2 separate regions of the Mus musculus genome follow, and region 2 is linked to region 1. Evidence: chromatin contacts called from public promoter capture Hi-C data. All regions are on one chromosome and are shown on one strand. The core of a region is the stretch at or near the end of the contact, and the rest is flanking DNA. Distances in the headings are between cores, read along the strand shown. Region 1 holds the start of Parva (parvin, alpha). Region 2 holds the start of Parvaos (parvin, alpha, opposite strand).

Evidence for each region. Capture Hi-C pulls out chosen DNA fragments and counts their contacts.
Region 2: a contact with region 1 is called in a promoter capture Hi-C map of adipose tissue. The contact joins the promoter of Parvaos here to the promoter of Parva in region 1. A contact is called at or near these places in 2 of 39 promoter capture datasets (liver and second pharyngeal arch cranial neural crest), 4 of 484 Hi-C or Micro-C datasets (liver, uterus and ventricular fibroblasts), 4 of 115 datasets of contacts at active chromatin or transcription factors (cardiomyocytes, fibro-adipogenic progenitors, heart atrium and 1 more) and 1 of 9 other capture datasets (adipose tissue).

Annotation. Positions count from the first base shown.
Region 1 is chr7:112,423,529-112,429,135 of GRCm38.p6, forward strand. It overlaps Parva (parvin, alpha), which reads left to right and starts at 4,178. Exons shown (of 13, transcript NM_020606.5): 1 at 4,178-4,572. The coding sequence starts at 4,437.
Region 2 is chr7:112,532,213-112,537,844 of GRCm38.p6, forward strand. Parvaos (parvin, alpha, opposite strand) reads right to left here and starts at 3,471. Exons shown (of 5, transcript NR_154467.1): 1 at 2,696-3,471; 2 at 2,536-2,620; 3 at 2,269-2,382. The region is part of intron 1 of Parva (parvin, alpha); the gene reads left to right.

The DNA of each region.
Region 1 (5,607 bases), core at 2,928-5,427:
TGAGCTCTGAGACGCCAACTTTCTCCCCATTATCTTAATACCTTAGTTACCTTTCAAGTGTTCTCCAGTGTGCATGAGCCTCCATTTGTCAAACTCCAATGTCAAGTGTATAATGTCTTTTACTTTTTCACAAGGAGTGGCTGGACCTGAAGACATTCCAAAGTGTTGACTCACCTCGCAATGGGAAGGCTTCTTTTGTATATTTCAATTTGATTTACATAGTTTAAACATTATAAACCCTAAAAAGACTTCTGGTTATTTTGAGTCATGTTTTCCGACATGTTTCATAGCTTACGCTTTTCTTTTTAGTTAATTAATATATTTAAAATTTTAATTATTGGGGGGTAGGTGGGTGGGAACAAGCCATCCATCCATCTATACGTACATACATACATAAACACACACACATGTGCATTCATGCAAGCATGCATACATGTATGCATGCATACTTGCATGCAGGGAAAATATCACAATAGTTTCTTTTTTAAAGCTGAGTGTACTCATGTGCTCCAGGTTCAGTCAGAGACTATCTTCAAGAGAACAAAGTTGAGTGACAAAGCAGGGGACCTCTGCTAATAGAGGTGGCAACGGACTATTTACTTTCCAGATTGCCAAAGCCTCACCAATTCTAGACATTCTATCATGACCCTTAGCCAAATTTACACCCACAACGCCCACACTGAGAGATCTGTCTCCATCCAGATTCAGAAACCTCATCATCATCCTATCTTATCCTACTCTGCCGAGGAAGAATCCTCTTATTGGTGTCTAAGCTCAACTTTGCTAGCTGCAGAGCTGGTTTGATGTTCTGAAAGGCAACATGTAACCAATAAGACTGGCTTTCCTTTAAGCTTTGCTAAGTGACTTCAAAGTATATATATATAAAATAATTTCCAAGAGGGTTATATATAGATAAGTGCATATGTGGGCAACTTAAAAATGGGCAACCTTGAGGATGCTATGTTTAGGACATCTTCCCCCCACACAGAAAGTTAACAGCAATTTGTGAAAGACCCACAGGATATAAGAGCTAGAAGTAGCCTTAAATACCCAACACCAACATGTGGACCACTTATGTTAACATCACCTAATGTGAGGTGATTTTAACCATCTGTACTCTTTGGTTTCACCTCACATTAATTGAGTCAGAATCTCTGGAGATGGTGCTAATATTCACAACAAACTTGTAGGAGATTGCAGCTCCCCCAACTTCCTCATCAGACTCAAGAATCACTATTCTATTCCATCAAGAAATGGAGAGTCAGAAGCCGGGCAGTGGTGGCGCATGCCTTTAATCCCAGCACTTGGGAGGCAGAGGCAGGTAGATTTCTGAGTTCGAGGCCAGCCTGATCTACAGAGTGAGTTCCAGGACAGCCAGGGCTACACAGAGAAACCCTGTCTCAGAAAAACAAAACAAAACAAACAAACAAACAAAAAACAAAACAAAAACAAAACAAAACAAAACAAAAAAAACAAAAAAGAGAAAAGAACCCCCCCCCCAAAAAAAGAAAAAAAAAGAAAAGAAATGGAGGGTCAGAGGCTTTTGAACTGTATGGACTTGATGCTAAAATCAGAGCTTATAGTGCTGCAGTTTTGGAAAATGTCTTCTTATATCTGAGATCCTTGACAAGAAGGGTTAGTGATATAATCAAAACACAACTTCACGGTGGCCTCACTATCTCTTGAGGGTGTGCGTGTGTGCCTGTGCCTCTGTGTGTGTGTGTGTGTGTGTGTGTGTGTGTGTGTGTGTGTGTGTAAATCATTCCAGGTTAGTAGACACAACATCTCTTCTTTTTTAAAAGAATATTTATTCATTTATTTCATTTTTTAATGTATATGAGTACACTGTAGTTGTCTTCAGAAAAGGGCATGGGATCCCATTATAGATGGTTATGAGCCACCATGTGGTTGCTGGGAATTGAACTCAGGAACTCTGGAAGAGCAGTCAGTGCTCTTAACCACTGAGCCACCCCTTCAGCCCTACAAGATCTCTTCTGTTTGGTAAGAGGCACCAGGAAAATTGCTGTGTTTTGAAAAGGTGAAATGGCAACTCTTGAGCAGACATAAGTGAACTCATGCTCTGAGTGGGACCCATGGGTCATCATGTTGGTTAGACTTTGCTTGTCACATATGGGTTAGACCACACAGTGGTAGACAGTTCCCAGAAGGCTGTAGGAGCAGTAACTCCTCAAATGGAAGCACAGCAGACCTAGCAGGAACTTCATGTGGGAATGGAAAGGGATACAAGATTTCATGAGTTCTCCATGTCGAGACCATCATGTGGTCTTGTTTTGAGACAGTCTCACTAGGTATATAGCTGACTATGACATTAAACCCCTTCTGTCTTCACTTCCAAGTGCTGGCATTATGGATGTGTCAAAGCACCTCTGACCCACATGGCCTCTTGAGAAAATGTCTTTATTCATTTCTGGATGCCTGGAGTGTCACACGTGACACATAACACACACACACACCAGATACTGCCCTATATCCCCATGTCCCTCCTAGTGTATTTTATGTTGCTTAGTTTTGGTCTACCAGGCACAAGCTAGAGACATCTGAGAAGAAGAGACCACAATTGAGAAATGCCCCCTATCAGCTTGGCCTATTGGCAAGTCCGAGAGGCATCTTCTTGATTAATGATTGCTATGGAAGGGCCCAGCTCACTATGCATGGTGCCACCCCTGGGCAGGTGGTCCTGTGTTGTATAATAAAGCAAACTGAGGAATCCAGGAGAGGCAAGGCAGTAAGCAGTATTTCTCCATGGTCTCTGCTTCCGATTTCTGCCTCCAGACTCCTGCCTTGACTTCCCTCCGTGATGGACTGCTACCTTACAGGTAAAATAAACCCTCTCCTCTCTAGGTTGCTTCCGGTTCTGGGATTTATCAGAACAATAGGAAGGAAGTTAAGACACACATTCTCATCACCAACATGCATGTCACTCATCAACACGTGCCTCTGGCTGAGAACAGACACTGCTGCCTAGCTGGGCACTAGATCACAACCTAGTGCCCAACTGCTGGACCGATTTCTCCAGCTCAGTTCAAAATCTTGCTCCCTCTGAGTCAGAGGTTCAGTCAGATTCCATCAGTGTGTGTAGTGTACATGTGGAAAGCCCTCCTCAGAGCAAGACAGCCACCATCTTCATCTAAGCAGATGTGAGAACTTGCGACCTCCCTTCCCACTCGACTCCTGACCTAGAGACCGACCCTGTTTATTGATGTTCCCTTATAGAAGGATGGAGCAGGGACAGTCACTGAATTTTCATCTCAATTCTGGCCACTCCCTCTTGTAACCCTACTAGGTCATTCTGTCCTAATTCCACGTGGTCACTGGAGGTGTTAGAGTAGTAGTCTGTTGAAGATTAGCTGAAGGGGATTCCATTTAGACAGTTAGGGGAAGTCATCCGCCCTGGGGTAGAAATTTGCAGTAGTGCAGCTGCTTTGGGGCCCGCCCACATTCCTGTAGGTGACTCCTTCCCCAGGCTCTGTAAGTCTGATAAACTCATTGGATCCCAAGCTTGATTTCAGGGAAAAGGTAATTTGGTGGTGGTGCTCTGGGAAGGAGACATAGATATTTGTTTATGCCCCATCACGGAAAGAGCTGTGGAAACAGTTATGTAACTCTTCCCGCTGGTGTATGACCAAGGTATCCTGAAAGAATGGGAAAGAGATGGTCAAGCCACAACTTAGGACGAAGAAGCACAGTAAAAGTACGCAGGACTCCTAAACATCTCCAGCATGAATCTTTAAAACTGCCTGGTGTGACTCCAGCGTCAGGTCAAGAGAGTCTGGAACTAATTCTATTGCTCTTGGCTAGATAGATGAGCGTCTGCCGTCGTGGACTTCCAGCTTTGTTTGAGTGTGGACAGGAGAAGGTGGAAGTCCGCAGATTCATGCAGAAGTTGAACGGGAAGTCTGTTGGGACCAGAGCCCATTTTAGATCCTTGACTTCTTTGTGAGACAAAAGTACTAACAGTATAGGAACCCATCCATGCAGGAGGTAGAGCAAGAGACCGCAGCAGCTGGGAAATAGGGTCACAGGGCTGATTCCCTGCGGATTCTGACGCGTGTGTGTGTGTGTGTGTGTGTGTGTGTGTGTGTGTGTGTGTGTATGCAAAGCAGAGAAGTGAAGGCTTCCAAGCTCCAGATAAGACCTCACGTCCCCCTAGCATGCACTTGCCCCTGCGTCTATAGCCCCCAGCAAGCGGCAAGCCAGGGCATCCTCGTAGCCAGGGCAGCCCTGGGCACGGGGGCCCCAGGCGCAGCAGCTCCTCGCAGGGCGGAGGGCGGCGCGAGGGAGGGAGCGAGGGACGGGAAAGGCGAGCGAGCTGCCTCAAATGCCTGGAATAATTCCGCTTCCGTTTGGAAAGCCGCAGCCTCAGTCCCGCCGCCGCCCGCCGCGGCCGCCCAGCTCCAGCTCCGCGTCCAGCCGCCATGGCCACATCCCCACAGAAGTCGCCCTTGGTCCCCAAATCACCCACTCCCAAGTCGCCTCCGTCCCGCAAGAAGGATGACTCGTTCTTGGGGAAACTCGGAGGGACGCTGGCCCGGAGGAAGAAAGCCAAAGAAGGTAGGAACAGCCGAGGCCGTGGGCGCTGCAGGGATCGGGAGCCTGGAAGTGGGAGACCCCCCTGGCAGTGCCTGGGCGCGCCTCTCAGTGTCCCCATGTCGCCTCCAAAGCCCTAACCGGGTCGGTGTCATCTCTGGTCCACAGGCGGAGCCCAGGCTTTGGGTGGCTGTTGTCCCAGAGCCCAGGCCCAGCCGGTCCCCTGTGCTCTCCCCTAGGCCGCTGTCCCCGCCCTCTGCGCGCCCGAGGACTGGCATTTGCCAAGTTTCTGCTGGAAAGTTTTCTCGGGCGCCGTCATTCCCCGCTCTCAGCCTTCATTGGTCTGTTGCGCCGTCGTTTCCTGGGCGCCTTCAGGTCTTTTGCTGCAGCTGCAATGGCCTCCTTGGATCTCTCGCGGGCTCCCTGGACTTGTGTGGACTTTGATGATCTGTATAAAATGTTAGTTGACTGACTGAGAGAAGAACGTGCCGAAGTTGGGGGGGGGGGGATTGAGGAATGGTGAGATAAACTCACTACACCTAAGGACTGTGACCCTGCTGTGAACCTGGACATTCCATTCCAAGTTTTATTTAAAGAAAAAGAAAAGATTTCTTTTTCCCACCACAGTGAATTGCAGCAATCTCATTTTTTGTTTCCAGAATAGTTTCTGTGGAAAGTACTTTTTCCCCCGTAGGCAGAATTTACAACTCACATTTGGGCGTAGGAAATGCAGTGATGATTCTAAAAATCAATGTGGCGATAGGTGTGTGAATAAAAAGGGGTTTAAAATGTTTTCCTCTTTGGCATGGCTGGGATTGGATTTAGAGGGCCTTAGGTCTACTGCGTGAGCACCGCGGTCTTATTCTTTCTCTTTTGAGACTCTTTAGCCTTGTGCTTAGTCTTGTGTAGCCCAGGCAGAACTTTGTGGTCCTCCTGCCTCGGCTTCCAAAGTATTTGGGATTACAGGCCTGCCCAGCTTGGTGTTAATTGATTGTTCTTTTCTGTGGTACTGGGGGTTGATCTTAGGGACTCTGATGTTAAGCAAGTGTTTTACCGACA
Region 2 (5,632 bases), core at 2,221-4,720, 110 kb after region 1:
AAGTAATTTTATGGTTGGGGGTCGCCACAACATGAGGAGCTGTATTAAAGGGTCATAGCATTAGGAAGGTTGAGAACCAATGCTCTATGTGATCCTGGCTGTTCTGGAACTCACCATGTAGACCAGGCTGGCCTCAAACCAACAAAGATCCGCCTGCCTCTGCCTCCCAAGAGCTGGGATTAAGGATGATGCCACTAAGTCCAGCAGTTATCTGGGATTTGACAGCAAACCATACCTCTGTTAATGTATTCAGTTGTTTATATCAGAAGGATGCCTAGATATTTATTTTATGCCTTTGCTTATAATCCAATATAATTTTTTTGTTCAAATTGTTTCAACTGTGACTTATCCATTCTCATGTGTGTTTGTGCATATGTGTATGTATGTGTATATATGTTATAAGTTCATATGTATATGTATGTATAAGTTCATACCCATGTATGTGCATTCATGTGTGTTTGCAGGGCAACCTCTGGTGTCAGTCCTCACTTTGTACCTTGTTTGACACGGGATCTGTTTGTCATTTTGTCACTGTGTATGCCAGGCTAGCCCCTCACGAGCTTTTGGGAACTCCCCATCTCTACGTAGAATCTCCCCATAGGAACACTGAATTACAGATGAGTCTTACCATGCCCAACTCTGTGTAGATGCTGGGGATTCAATCTCAGGTCCTCAGGCTTGTACAACAACCACTGTATCCACTGACTCATCTCTCTAGCCCCTTCCCATGCTTTAGCTGTGTTGCTGAGAGTAGATGTTTTAATAAGGTTCAACAGATTTCTTTCATAGATTTTCCTTTTACTGTTTCTATCTTAAAAGTTCATTGCCGTACCCAATGTCAGCGTGCTATCCTCTTTTGAGGGGGGCAGGAAGGCTAAGGTGTTATACTTTAGATTTAGGTCTGCAGTTATTTCAAGTTTGGGAAAAGGTTTATAATCTTTGTCTTCATTGATATTTCTGCTTCCAGACGTTCAGTCCCTTTAGGGTCCTTTGTTTAAAAGACTGTGCGTTCTGTGTAGATTTGCCTTTGTGCCTTTAAGAGATGAACTGAGGTTGCTCGGATGGAGTTCAGTGTGAAGAGTGCTGGCTTAGCATGCGCAAAACCCTGCATTCCATCCCCAGCACTACATAAGTCAAGTATAATTAAACACACCTATAAGACCAGGATTTAGAAGGTGGAGGCAGGAGGATCAGGAGTTCAAGACCACCCTCAACTATATAAGTTCAAGGTTAGCCAGGGATCCATGGGATGATGTTTGGGTCTGTTTCTGGGTTCTCTGTTCCGTGTCATTAAGCTGTTATCAATGGCATCCTGTTTTGACTACGATAACTTTACTGGTGTCTTGAAGTCTATAGCCAGTCTCTGTACTGCCTTTGCATGTGAGCCTCAGGATCAGTCTGTCAGTGACAAGGAAACAGCTCCCTATGGCTGTGACTGAGAGATTTATATTGCCCACATCTTGATCCTCTGCATATTTAGTTTGGTTTCTCCCAAGTGTTACATTTATGCTACTGGAATGGCACTACATTTAGTTTAAAATTCCAGTTGTTCTTTCCAGTATGTGGGAGGACGGTCAGCTTGTGCAGTGATAATGGCACTCCCTGCAGCCTAGTGACACTCCCTCTGTCTCCTCCATTGGAGGCGTTCTGCTCTTTCTTTCTCTATGACTAAGCCCAAGGCCCTAACACTCTGGCCCATCCACATCTCTGCCACTCCCTTGTTTCTCTTCCTTGAGTATGTCCTAATGTTCAGACATCATCACTACTGTCTCACCCCCTACCCTGTTTCCCCAAACCTCCCTATTTTCACACATAAGTGCTTTGGGGTAATGACAATGTAGGCGTTTCAAAGTCCTATTCAAATGTCCCTTTTGCTAGGAACCCTTCCACTTCCCTGTGTTCAGCTTCAAAATCAGCCTCATTCCACACAAGTTCCTCCGGTTCCCATCTGGCACCTAGAGTGGAACACACTAGTCCCATGGTTCCCCTGGGCCTGTCTTCTCCACTCCTGGGAGCCGAGTGAGGCATGTCTCCAGGCTCTAGAGGAGGCATTCAGTGGTGCTTCTCAGTTGAGTGAATATAATTAGGGATCCTGCACAGGGAGCCTCAAACTCATTATGTATGGACTTGAACTTAGGATCCTCTTGCCTCCCCTCCACAGTGCTGGAGTTGCTGTGTGCACCCGTCCCTGGAGATGGAACCCAGGGCTTCAAGTGTGCCAGCCCAGCCCCACCCACCAGCCCAGCTCCACCCACAACCCTCTTTCACCTTTAGAAAACTTTTTCCATTCTTTTTTCCATACTTGTTTCTCTCCTGGGGTTCTTGGGGTTCCCAGGCATAGAAGTTTAGGGTTCACCAAGTCCTGTGGCTATCCTGTTCTTTCTGGGGAGAAAGAGGAGATTAAGTTACTATCAAGTACAGACCTATGCTATCCACGTAATCCTTATCCCCATGCACTAACTGGGTAGACTGTCCCTGGTCCATCTGCTCTTCCAGCTTACATAGTAAGGGGTGGTTTCCGGGGCAGCAGCTCACCAGTATCAACAACGTCCTCCCCCTCTTTTCCTTCCTTCTTGACAACTTCAGCATGTTAGCTTCTTCGGGCAGACTTACCTCTTGGCTATAAAAGAACCATAGCAAAGTTATACATAAAAGCCCAATACAATGCTGGAGAGAAGAAAGGAAAAAGACTTACCTTCCATGGGACTCTTTCTTAAATGGGGGGAGATTATTCCTAGAAACTCCTAGAACTATTTCCACTCAAAGCTCTGACTAGAGTTGTATCATATGGCCCCCGAGGCAAGGGTGGGGAGCATCATTACTGACTTGAAGCAATCAGGATCTCACTCTAGACCCAGGAGGGCAGGTGGATCCTAGATGAAAATGGGGGTTCTTTCAAAAGGATAAACACGGGAGGAAAACAGACGAACGGCTTCAGCTCTAACTGCAGGAAGCCACATCAGGTCCTCCGGCTAATAAAACCAGAGCAGGATTCGAATCCACCTCTTCAAGTCCCCAAGCCTGCCTCTGCTGGATGTGGACCTCATTTCAGATGGCATTTTCTAGAAAATAAAATGAGATGAAGAAACCCCTTTTCTTGGAGTGAACTAAGGCAATCTCTGCGCCTTCGAAGCCGGCTCTTCCGCTAGCCGTTTAGGGCTTTTATTAAGTTATGACTAATGGCGGGTGAGCAGCTAGAGACTGCACCCTCGGGCCGGGAGCTTCAACCCATTCTCTAGAGTAAACAACATCTTCAGATTCTGCGCCGCCGAGAAAATTCAATCGCGGCCCTTTGTCTTTCCCAGCTCAGGGCCTGGCAAGCAGGCTGCTGCTGGGCCCTGCTCGGGTTGAATAGAAAGGAACCTTCCAAAGCAGGGCGGGCTGTTTTGGGAAAGTGGCTGCTAATGGGGCCTCGTGGGGCGGGGGCCAGGCGCAGACTGAGCAGTTTGCATATTGGCTTTTCCAAACAACTGGCTCTGAGTCAGCGGTTAATGGAACGGGAATGGGGTTCCTGCCCAATGGTTTCTTCCAAACACCCATTTCCAATTGTAAGCATATCTCAGCCTTTCTTCTGGGGCTTGTTATGTCTCTGTGAGTGAATTGAAGAGGCAGGCCAGAGGGCGGGGTTCTGACTGTAGCTGTGTTCATCTGCAAACATTCTGAACAATGCTCTCGGAGGGGAGACCTCATTCAGACCCACCTTTAAGAGTCCCGGCTGGGAATATCATCTTTCTAGTCAGATGGAGATATTTTAAGACCACTGTGTTTATTCTCTGGCTCTAGCTACATTTGGGGCAGAAGTGGATTTTCTTCCTTCACAAAATGCGGACTGGTCAGGAATAGTGTAATCTTGTAATCTCAGCACCCAGAAAGCCAAGGCAAAAGGACTGCTGCAGGTTTGAGGCCATCATGTGCAACATAGTGAATCTGGGAGCAGCCTGGGCTACCTGGCAAGACTCTGTCTCAAAAGAACAAAACAAACGCTACAAATTCTATCTCAGAAATGCACAATAGTGCACGCAGAGTCGGGCTAAAGTTCAGACTAAAGGGTAAATGACTCTTGGCCCAACACTCTCCCACGACCCCACCCTCACCCCCACCCCCACCCCAACAACATGAAGGCCTTTTTAAAACTCCTTGGGTAAATTCTGCATCTGCATCTAGCCTGTTCCCTAAACAGTGATCTTTGCAGTCTGAGTTACTTAATCAATACATACTCGCCAGGTACAGAGTATTAGAGGTATCATCTTAAATAGTAGCAGCAGCTCATATATCCATGGTTCTTTCCAGGGACCAGGAACTCATTTTATCTTCTCAAGAGATCTAAGAAGTTGGCAATATTATTTTTACTCCCATCATGTAGATGAGGAAACTGAGGCACAGGAAATTAATGGGTTTGTCCAAGGTCACATAGCAGAGAAAGTGGTAGAGCCTGAGTTTGAATCTAGGCATCTAGTTCCTAAGCACGTGCTATCTGACCTCTTTGGGAATCTGATAGTAAACAGAGGACAAAGTGTCCCCTGGCTAGAGTGAGGCTCAGTTGGAAGAGTGCTTCCTAGCATGCACAAAGCCCTGGGTTCAGTTCCTAGCACCACATTACCACAGAGCTGATTATACATGCTTCTGATCCCAGCACCACGAGGTAAAGGCCAAAGTTCAAGGTCACTTTGCCTGCTGCTATGTGAAAAACTTTTCCTGGGGAGGCATAATACCCACATCTACTCATCCCAGATAGGAAACCCATGACAGACCAAAGTACAGATATCACCAAAACAGAGTTTGGCGAACCACTGGGTTTTATTGGGGCCATCTACAGGAATATGGCTGAAGGGTTACTTATAGGACGAGAAGTGACTCAAAGATAGCTGTACTACTGAAGCCCACCCCAGTGTGGGTGACAGCTCACAAAGTTGGAAATCGGAAGCACACTGCACAGCCTGCAGGCCGCTCAACAGGTTGTAAAATGCCTCAGTTGGTCTATACCTCTTCCGGGCAGCTGGTCTGGTCTCAGAGCCTTCTTTTATTTTATTTTTTCCAATTTTTATTAGGTATTTAGCTCATTTACATTTCCAATGCTATACCAAAAGTCCCCCATACCCACCCACCCCCACTCCCCTGCCCACCCACTCCCCCTTTTTGGCCCTGGTGTTCCCCTGTACTAGGGCATATAAAGTTTGCAAGTCCAGTGGGCCTCTCTTTCCAGTGATGGCCGACTAGGCCATCTTTTGATACATATGCAGCTAGAGTCAAGAGCTCCGGGGTACTGGTTAGTTCATAATGTTGTTCCACCTATAGGGTTGCAGATCCCTTTAGCTCCTTGGCTACTTTCTCTAGCTCCTCCGTTGGGAGCCCTGTGATCCATCCATTAGCTGACTGTGAGCATCCACTTCTGTGTTTGCTAGGCCCCGGCATAGTCTCACAAGAGACAGCTACATCTGGGTCCTTTCAATAAAATCTTGCTAGTGTATGCAATGGTGTCAGCGTTTGGATGCTGATTATGGGGTGGATCCCTGGATATGGCAGTCTCTACATGGTCCATCCTTTCATCTCAGCTCCACACTTTGTCTCTGTAACTCCTTCCATGGGTGTTTTGTTCCCAATTCTAAGGAGGGGCATAGTGTCCACACTTCAG